Regions from separate parts of the Sus scrofa genome. Here region 1 is linked to region 2. A link is a contact called in public HiChIP or PLAC-seq data. All regions are on one chromosome and are shown on one strand. Each heading gives the region's core, a stretch centred on a gene start, on an enhancer-like site or on the middle of the called end of the contact. The rest is flanking DNA. Distances are from core to core; before and after follow the strand shown.

Region 1 (5,083 bases), core at 307-2,806, 160 kb before region 2:
CAGTGGGAGAGGGAATCTGCCTGAGGGTATGGCGCCTGTCAAAGCCTAAATCTAGCTTCCAGATGCTCACGTTCCTGTCCCAGGTGACTTCACCCTGAGAGCAAATCCAGATTACCAACCTTAGAGTTAACTGATTACCACCAACTTTTCTCTGCTTTTTGAATTCATGTATTTAGAATGCCACTCTGCACGTCCCACCTGCCAAGCAGCAGAGCCTGGGCACCAAGAGTATAGACCCAGGAGTCAATTCCTGGGTTGGAATTCTGTTTCTTCCTAATGATGGACAAGTTATTTAATTTCTGAGCCTCAGTTTCTTTGCAAAGCGAGAGCAATAGTTCCTCCTTCCTAGGGTCATTGAGAGGATTAAAACGAATAATGCATGGAAAGCACTGAGCATACTTTGCAAGTTATAATGCACTCAGGATGGCTTAGTTGTTGCTACCAGGCTCCTTGAGGCCCTAATAAAAATAACTCTTACATAGCTTTGACTCACATGAGTCAGGGGCTGTTATGTCCCAGATGAGGAAACTGAGGCACAGAGAAGTCAGCTTGCCCAAGACAAGAGCAAGGAAGTGGCAGGGCCAGGATTCCAATCCAGGAAGTCGGGTCTAATTACATGAACATGGTGTTGAGTTTAATCTAGGAGCGAGTTAGGACACCCAGTTACAATCTAATTGAAAAACATAATAAATGTGATGGCTGAGGAGTCAGACCTAGGTCTTACTTGGTGTTTGGGGTCTCCTAGTAGCTTTTTGGCCTCAGGAAGGTAAATGACCAATTCCTCTAGACTCAGTTTACTTATAGGAGAAACGGGAGGGGGGAGGGGGGGCAGTTAGAACAAGTTAATTTTTTGCTGCTCTCCTATCCTTAGAAAATAGCTCTGAAAACAAGAGAGCTGAGGCAACTTGTTCCTAAGGCCCTGAGGGCCAGAAAGGGATGGTGAGTTGGAAGGGTCTGAGCCCCTCGACACATGGGGACTCCTCCTTCCCTGTGCCCTGGAGGCCTGGAAGGAGGGCACCAGGGAAGTAAGGAGGATACAGACCAGGCGTTACAGGGTCACTTCCTTCAGGTTTTCACCCTGGTTGTCCTTCAGGTCATCTACCCCCCCCATTTCCCGTTTCTTCAAAACCGCCCATCGCGGCTTTTACTTTTTCTCCTTCTATTTCCCATTTCCTCCCTTATTCTTTAGGTTCTCCTTGTTCTCTCAGATTCCCTCTCTCCTTGCTTTTCTTCCGACATTTCTTCTCCCCTCCGAACCAAGGTCTTTCGGTTTTTCTTTCCTCCCTTCTCGCTGCCTTTATTCTCTAACGAAGTGAGTCTGGACCTTTGACGTCCCCTTTTTCTCCGTCCGTGCAATTGAAGCTAGTTTTCTCTCTCTCCTCGCGGTGACTGGTGGGTACTTCACTCTTTCCCTTCGCTCCTCCGGGGTTCCTGCGCCTCAAGTTACCCTGCCCCCGGCCTCCCGGTGCTGCGTGCCTCAATTTCCCCCACTTCCCCCTCCCCCGCAACGCGCCTTCCGCCTGGAGCCCCCAAGATGGCGCCCAAAGCACCACTCCGCCGTCTGACGTCACCGCGCTGCCCTCCCATCTCGAGCCGTCAAGCAGAGTCGAGGGGGTGGAGGAGGAGCATCCTTCAGGGGGCGTAAGAGGGCGGGCACGGGGGGGAGGGGGCGGCCGGTGAGGGTACATCGCTAGAGGATTGGCTGGGCGCTGCGTGGGGACTACCGATGCCCCATACTATTGGTCCAAGGCTCGAAGACGTGAGCGCCTATTGGCCGAACGGCAAGGGCCAGACGGGCGATGATTGGGCGAATTCGGCCATCCGCGCGGCGGCCGAAGAGGAAGGTGGGAGGGGCGTTGCTGGGGGCGATTGGGAGCGAGAGCGAGGCTGCGGAGCAGACGAGAGGGGACGGCGGGAGCTAGAGAGGGCGCAGCGCTAGGGTGGCCGTGCCAGGGGAGCGGCTGCCCGGGCCCGGGCCCGGGCCGTGCGAGACGGCGGAGGCAGGTAAGTGCGGGCGGGCGCCCGAAGGGCCGGCCGGGTTCCCGAACCTCCCCCCCGCGGCCTACTCTTGCCACCTTGCCTGCTCAGAGGGCCAGAGGGGGGCGCGCGCCTGGAGGTGAGGGCGGAGCGGTACCAACGGCCCGCGGGGCGCGAGGTCGGGCGCGGGCCGGGGCGGCGGGTGCGAAGAGGGCTGGAGTCGTGGGAGGGGCTGAGTGAAGAGGGACGGGACTCGGGCTAGGGGCTGGCAGGGACCTGGGTGGAAACGGAGGTGTTAAAGCTGCCCCCAGGAGGGTCTCCAAGGCTCCAGGGAGTACTCGGCAAAGGGTTTGGGGATGGGACAGTCCAGGACCGAAGGAGGGTGGAGGAGGATGGACGGTTAGAGGGCAGTTGGGTGGCCAGGGAGGGGTTTAGGGGTGGAGCAGGGGTGATTAAGTTAAAGGAAAAAGACAATCTGGCTATGCCTGGAAGGGTTAAACCAATGAGAAGGCTTAGTGTGAAAAGAATTTAGGAAATGGATGTGTCTGGGGGGAGTTTTAGAGAGAGGTCTTAGTGTGAAGAATAGGGTTGTATTAATGCGAAGAGGAGTTAAACTAAAGTGGTGAGGGTGTTGGGTACCCCTGGAATGGGTTGCGAGGAATCTCTTGCAAAGAAGGGTTATGTTATGGGAAACTGGTATCTAGTGTCCATAGAATGAGCTGAGTAGAGGTAGTCTTTCTGAAAAGTACAGGGAATTAGGTCAAGGTGAAGAATGGGAATTGGGGATCCATGGAGAGGGCGAGAGTGGTGAGAGAAGTCTGTGTATTAAGGAGGGGGGGGAGGATCCAGTAGCCCCAGAGTAATAGACTGGTGAGAGGGGTCTGGGTGTGAGGAAGAAGGATCTGGCTATCTATCCAGTTAGGATGGTGGGGGGAGGGGTTCTTCAGAAGAGGCGTTTGGGTATTCTTAATAAGATTTGGACCAGTGGGAGGGGTATGTGTGAAAGGAGTTAAACCATTTTGAAGGGTAGTCTGGACATTCCTGGATTGGATTAGAGTGTGTTGGGGGGGGGGGGAACGACACGTTTTTGCAGAGAAGAGGGTGTTTTTTTTTGGTCTTTTTAGGGCCTCACCCATGGCATGTGGAGGTTCGCAGGCTAGGGGTCCAGTCGGAGTTGTAGCTGCCAGCCTGTGCCTCAGCAATGCCGGATCCTTAACCCACTAAGTGAGGCCAGGGATCCAGCCTGAGTTCTCATGGACGATAGTCGGGTTCATTAACTGCTAAGCCACGACAGGAGCCCTGAGGGAAGGAATTTTGATGTGAAGAGGTGGTCTGAGCATCCCCAGAATGGGTTGTGGTGGGTTTGGGTCTTTTTGCAAATAAGAGGGGCTTAGGTTAGTATGAAGAAGGGTGTCGGTATTCTACAGTGTATTAGGGTGAGAGGTTGGGGTCTTTTTTTGTAAAGAAGAAAAGGTTAGGTTAATAATGCGAGGGGGTGGGGCTCAGGGTGTCCTTGTAGTGAGTGAGGGCAAGGGTAGGTCTTTTTATAAGGAAGAGGGATGTGGGTATCTGAAAATGGGTTAGGGTGGGAGGAAGGAGAAAATGTGAAGAAAGGCTCCAGGAATACCTCAATGGTCTAAGGTGGTTGTCTATGAAGAAGCTGGGTTTAAGTCAGTATGGGCGGGGGGTCTGGGTACCCCAGAGGGAATTAGAATAGTAGATGAGGTCTCACTGTACAAAAGAGATAGGTAATTAATGTGAAAGGTGTGGCTGCCCTGGCTGCATGAGTTAGGATGGTGGGAAGGGTCTGAGTATGAAGAAAGGGTTAGGTTTTTGTGAAGATGGGCCTGGGGATTGTGGAGAGGGGTTTAGGGTTGGGGTACAAGGCCTTGATTTGTAGAGAGAGTTAAGTAATTTGAAGAGGGGAGACTGGGAATCACGAAGAGGTCAAGTTGGAAAAGGTCTGGGTGTGGAAATGGGATAGGCCACTGTGAGAAAAGTATTAGGAGAAGGGACAGTTTGACATGAGGAACCTCGGCACCAAAGGGAGAGAGTTAGTGGGTGGCAGGGGTTGTGTGCAAAGGAGGGGGATTGTACCTTGAGAAGGTGCTGAAAGTGGCAGAACATTGGGGCAGTTTGAGTGGTTGGGGGGTAAAAAGAGAACCTGAGGGTGGGAGCAGAGGAGAAACAGGCTTGGAGAAGTGGGTCGTTGGGGCCTGTGTAAGGACTCCTGGGCATCTGGGGCTAGGGATGGGTAGTGTGTTGGTGAGGAATCAGTGGAAGGAAGTCTGAGTGGAGAAGAGGATATGGTTTCCTGTGTGGGGCCTTGGGCCAGCTGTGAGGCATTATAATGAAGGATTGGACAGGTTGCAAGAATCAGGCAGGTGGAGTTTGATGCGAGTTGATTGAGAGGTGAGACTCGGGTAGATCTGCTGGGAAGGTTTTGTGCTTGCTACTCCTGTGTGGGGAGGAATGGTTGTTAGGAAGTGGGGTGGGAATGGAAATATGCAAGCAAGAAGTTAGAGGGGGAAATTGATCTGGGGTTTTGGTAGGGGGATGATAAAGGGAAAGAGTTGTCCCTGGGAAGGACTAGGAAGCAGTGGTTTAGACATGATTTGTCCTCACCTCCCCCAGCCCAGGGTCTTGCCGCCATCATGACTGAGGAGTCAGAAGAAACGGTCCTGTACATTGAGCACCGCTATGTCTGTTCTGAGTGCAACCAGCTCTATGGATCCCTGGAGGAGGTGCTCATGCATCAGAACTCCCATGTGCCCCAGCAGCACTTTGAGTTGGTGGGTGTGGCCGACCCTGGAGTCACTGTGGCCACAGAGGCAGCTTCTGGCACCGGCCTCTATCAGACCCTGGTGCAGGAGAGCCAGTACCAGTGCCTGGAGTGTGGGCAGCTGTTGATGTCACCCAGCCAGCTCCTGGAGCATCAGGAGCTACACCTGAAGATGATGGCACCCCAGGAGGCAGTGCCCGCTGAGCCACCACCCAAGGCGCCCCCCCTGAGCTCCAGTACTATCCACTATGAGTGTGTGGATTGCAAGGCTCTCTTTGCCAGCCAGGAGCTCTGGCTGAGCCACCGGCAGACGCACCTCCGGCC
Region 2 (5,101 bases), core at 1,110-3,609:
GTCAGGGTGTCTCAATGGGGCTCTGTTCCCCAGGCTTTGGAGCCGGGAGCCAGGCACGGGCAAGGGGAGCATGTGTGAGTGGTGTTGTGTATGGGTCCACGTGCTTAAAACAGGGAACCACCAGCCCTGCATCAAGAAAGCTTGAGGGTGCGGGACCTCTGGAGCACGGGGGGGGGGGGGGGGAGACAGTGAGGCAGAGAGATAGCTGACACTGAGAGAGGAGTTGAGGACACTGCCAGACAGGGTGGAGAAGAGGCAGCAGACAGGAAGGGCTGGGATGGCGGGGTCCCAGAAGGCACACCTGGGTCTCACAGAGGCGAGGTAGGGAATCTCCCAGACAGACTGTGGAAACCTGGGAATGGGGGTGCAGAATTCTTGGGCACTCCCCAAATTCATATGACTGCCCAAACTTTTTTTAAAGGGACTAGAGGGGTCGGAAGGGAGGGGTGGTGGTAGAGGAAGAACACGCCGGCCTCCTGGGGGGCCCCACCACCTCCCCCACTACAGGCAGCCCTCGGTGGCGCCAGAGCCGGGAAGAAAACAGGAAGTGGGAAACAGCCGCGGCAGAGGAGAGAAGGGCCGGGATGGAGGATCGGATGAAGGGGCGTGCAGCGGCCAGCCAGGAGGCAGATGGACCGATGGACCGATCCGGGAGGCCAGACCAGGCCCCCGCCCCTTCCCCCAACCAGAGAACCCACACAAGGCGCGGCCCCAAGACTGGGTTGGGGGAGCGGCCCAGCCGGTCCCACCAGGCGAAGGCCGGTAGCAGGGAGGGAAGACGAGGCGGGATTGTCTGGGTGCCTCGGCCCCCTCCTCGGGCGAGGGGAGGCTCCTGCTGCCCCCAAGGCCCAGCGGCGCTGGAGCCTTTGGGAGCCAGAGAGTATGTGGGACGCACGTGACTGACCCTACAGCACTCCGAACCCCTGCCCCACACCCAGCTCCCTCCTCGGCCCCAATCCGCAGGCGCCGCAGACCAGCTCGGAGCCCTTTAAGAGCCGCCCCCACCCGCCGAGCAAGGGGGGGCGGGGTGGGTGGGCCGGTCGGGGCACACACCCGCACACTGGAGCCCTAGCCGCGGCCGCCGCCGGGGGAAGGAAACAAGTTTGAACAGCGGCGCCCGGCCCCCTTCCCCCTCCCCCGTCCCCGCCCCAGGCCGGATTCCGACGGGGTAGACGGGCAGGGGGCGGCTGGGACCCCTCCCCCAGCGCGCTCCGGCGCAAAGTCCAGCCCGCGAGAGCCCGGGGGCGGCGGGGGAGGGGAGGGGGGGAAGTCCGAGTGGGAGGGGGGCTAATCCTGCTGCCCCCCGCCCGCCGCCTGAGGGGGGAGGGGAACATTGGCCCCTTAAGGAGGAGCAAGTTGGCGGGGAAGAGGGGGGCGGAGAGAAGAGACGGCCGGTTGAAAGAGAAGAGCTGGATGAGGGAGGGGGGACGAAAGGGGAGCCTCCGTGTCCCCCCACCTTCCCCAACCCCCTCAACCCCAGGCCCCCAGCGACGAGGGAAGAGGGTTCCCAAGTCTCTCCGGAGCGACCTTAAAGCTGCGCGTTCTAAGGTCGGAAACAAAAAGTTCCTTTTTCGAACGTTCGGGCTGCGCTTTGGAACTTTGCGACTCGGCGCGGGCGGGGGAGCGAGGAGCCAGCAGAGACGGGCGGGGGAGGGGCGGCGCAGCCCGGACCCCGAGTCCCGGGCTCCCCACTCACGCCCTCCTTCTAGTGGCCATCCCGTATCCCCCTCTAGGCTGGTGCGGGGCACGCATCGCTGTGAAGGTCATGGGCCAGACCGCGCAGCGCGGAACTGGGAATAGCGGGCCCAGTGGATAGCCCCCCCGCCTCACGCCCCGCACACGTCCCGGCCCCCAGAGTGCAACGTGACAGAGCGGCGGGGAGGAACCCCGCCACCCCCGTGATCCCGGGAGCGAGGAAGAGCTCAGCTTTCGGGGTCCAAGCAGGGAGAGGACCAGGACTCACGGCACCCACACCAATCTGCCCAGAGCCAGGAATTGGGGGTCCTATACTGCACCCCCACTCGCACCGCAAGAAGCAACAGGTCTCGAGTGCTTGGGGGTCCCCCGGGACTGGGGATCACTCGGGCTCCCCCGGAACCCTTCAACCCCCCCCAAAGTTTCTCCGCCTGGTTTCCCGGGGCAACAAGTCTCCCCCACACGTGCTGCCTCCGCCCCCACCTGTGTCCGCCGGGGTCTTCATGCTGGGGGGCCCGGGGCGAGACGCCCCGACTCCGGGCCGCAGCTCCCGGCGCCCGCGCTGCCCCGTCCCGTCCCGAGCCCGTCGGGCCGCCCTCGCCGATTCACCCGGCCTCGCCTCTCAGAGCCTCTCCCCTCCCCGCCGCCGCCTCCCGGGTTAATATCGCACTCCGGGGCCGGGACGCCCACGCCCCCCGGCTGGCGACGTCACCGCCGCGTCGCCATGGAGACACTGCGCCCGCCCCCTCCCCGCGCACTCACACACACACTTGCCGGCGCGCAGCCACTGAGGACCGGCCGGCTCTAGGCTTAAAGGGGCCGCGCGGCGGGGGAGGAGGAAGGAGGGGGCAGGGGTGGAATGGGGTCCCAGGAGTCATGACCCTTCTCTGAGGCTCCTAGTGTGCAGATAACTTAAGACCTCGGGCCTCGCGACCTGCCGCCCCTCCTCCTCTCCTGCACACTGCAGGGTCCAGACTTTCTTTGGAAGCTTGTTAAGATGGGCTGGGGGGGGTACCTTCTGATGACTGTCAGAAACTTTTGTGAGGAGGGGTATGGACCTTTGAGGAGGAGACAGAATCTTCTCTGCAGGGGAGCCAGGTCAAGACTTTGGAGGATGATCAAGACTACCTCATTTCCCAGACTGGCCTTTATGCGCCCCTCCCCTCCAACCCTGAGCATGAATGGGGGCACAGGGTGGGGTGGAATGGGTGGGAAGTGTTTCTCAGCATCGGAAATGGGGAGGCGGTTGTGCCCTCCGATCCTCTGGGGATGAGGTCTTGGCCTTCCAGATAGTCCCAATCCCAGCTGGGGAGGAAGTGACCAGAGAGAATGACCGCCAGAGCCTCCCCCATCCCCAGACTGCAGCTGTCCTGGCACCGGAGGTACCCCCACCTCCACTTCCAGGGCAGGGGGTTCCGGAGGTTGGGCCAGGATGTGTGGGGGTGACCAAAGTCTGAACAAATGTGCTCCCAAAGTTTCACTGGGGGGTCACCAAGAGAGAGGAAGAAAGGGCTTAAGGATGAAGGCCAGTAGGTAGGGCAGTGTTAAGTCTGTTCTCTGCAGCTAGGAGGAATGGATGGAGCCTGAGGCTTGAAGAAACAGGAAATCAGCAACGATCAGATGGCCAGCAGGAGCCAGCATCAGGGCAGAGGGCAAACAGAAGCTATCTTCACAGGCCAAGCCTGGAAACAGTCTTAAAAGAGTCTCTGAGGTAGCAAAGGAGGGGAATGAAGGCAGGGAAGGAGGGATGCTCAGAGAGACTAAAACCAAGAAGACAGGAAGAAGCAAACCAGCTACAGAATGGAAGGCCTGAAGGGTCAGACTTTGGGTTCTTAAGCCTTCACGCCCAGCCTCTATGGCTGGGTTCCTAGCTGCAGGACGGTTTCTAGTCCCTCACGGATACCTCAGAAGAAGTCTCAGGCCTCTTGCTCAGGGAGACCAAAGCCTCCCAGGAAGCTTCACCTGCCCGGGGAATTATGTAACCTTGCTACGGACAGTGCAGCTCCCCCACGGATATTGTAACCCTCTGGGAGCAGTGTGGTCCAGCAATAATAATCATCATCATTGTTATTATAACAGCTCCCGAATTGCTGATGCTCATGATGTGCCAGGCACTGGGCCAAGCATTGTCTGGACATCTCATTCAGTCCTCACAAAACCCCAAAGAAAGGAATTACTATCGTTAGCCCCATTTACAGATTAAGAAAGTGAGGCTCAATAAGTGTTGGATCCAGGATTCACCCAATCTAACCAATTCAAAATCACACCCTTAACCACTGTATTCTGCTACCTCTTTTCCTGCCACCCCTCAAAAAAAGGATAATGCAAAGTTTAAAAGATAATAGATCTGGGAGTTCCCTTGTGGCACAGTGGGCTAAGGATTCAGCAATATCACTGCAGCGGCTCAACTTGCTGCTGTGGCACAGGTTCAATCCTTGGCCCCCAGAACTTTCATATGCCATGGTCGTGCCAGAAAAAAAAAAGAGAGAGAGAGAGAGAATAGGTCTGTAACAGCTTCAGTGGCCCCCATACTCCCACCAGCAAGACTGGTGTGGTGTCAAAATCCTAACCCTCCTACTTCCTAGAACAAGTGAATTGACCTCTTTATGCCTCAGCTTGCTCATCTGTAAAATGGGGATGTTAGTAGGCCCTATATGATTAGGTTGTTGTGAGAAATCAGAGATTTGAAGTAAGTACACAATAAATACTGGCAATAATTTTTAGCAGAGTGAACCGTATACCGTGTGGAAGATGTAAGCACCTCTCACCTTATAGATTCCAACTGTAGACAAGAAACACATAGTATTGACAGTGAAATTGCTTGTTAATGGCATAATCCTACCCTGATCCAGGGGATAACTCAATCCCACTGTTTGTATGAAACAGAGTATGGATGGTGGGCATGCCTTGTAGGAGACTCTCAACTAATCACAGAGAATGGGAGTCCCTGGTGAAAATGACCTGTGCATGGATATTATAACCCCTCAAGGGTCTATGTGACTCCACCATACAAGTGTGGACCCTCTTGAATTTGCCTTGTTAACACAGAGAACCACCCCTAAAAGTTCCCATTGTGGCTCAGCAGTAACAAACCCAACTAGTATCCATGAAGACACAGGTTTAGTCCCTGGCCCTGGGAACTTCAGGGGGTTAAGGATCCAGTGTTGCCATGGGCTGTGGTGTAGGTCACAGACACTGCTCTGATCTGGCGTGGCTGTGGCTGTGGTGTAGGCTGGCAGCTGCAGCTCCAATTTGACCCCCTAGCCTGGAAACTTCCATATGCCTCGGGTGCACCCTATTAAAAAAAAAAGAGAGAGAGAGTTCCCATCGTGGCTCAGCAGTTAATGAAGAACCTGACTATTGTCCATGAGGACGTGGTCTTGCTCAGTGGGTTAAGGATCGGCAT

Evidence for each region. HiChIP or PLAC-seq counts read pairs in DNA pulled down with a chosen protein or histone mark.
Region 1: an H3K27ac HiChIP or PLAC-seq map of alveolar macrophages shows a contact between it and region 2. The contact joins the promoter of GRIK5 here to the promoter of ERF in region 2. A contact is called at or near these places in 1 of 47 Hi-C or Micro-C datasets (epiblast stem cells) and 1 of 2 datasets of contacts at active chromatin or transcription factors (alveolar macrophages).

Annotation. Positions count from the first base shown.
Region 1 is chr6:49,837,144-49,842,226 of Sscrofa11.1, reverse strand. GRIK5 (glutamate receptor ionotropic, kainate 5) reads right to left here and starts at 1,556. Exons shown (of 21, transcript XM_021094434.1): 1 at 1,043-1,556. ZNF574 (zinc finger protein 574) reads left to right here. Exons shown (of 4, transcript XM_021094440.1): 2 at 4,612-5,079; 3 at 5,082-5,083.
Region 2 is chr6:49,676,116-49,681,216 of Sscrofa11.1, reverse strand. It overlaps ERF (ETS domain-containing transcription factor ERF), which reads right to left and starts at 2,359. Exons shown (of 6, transcript XM_003127177.5): 1 at 2,179-2,359. The coding sequence starts at 2,200.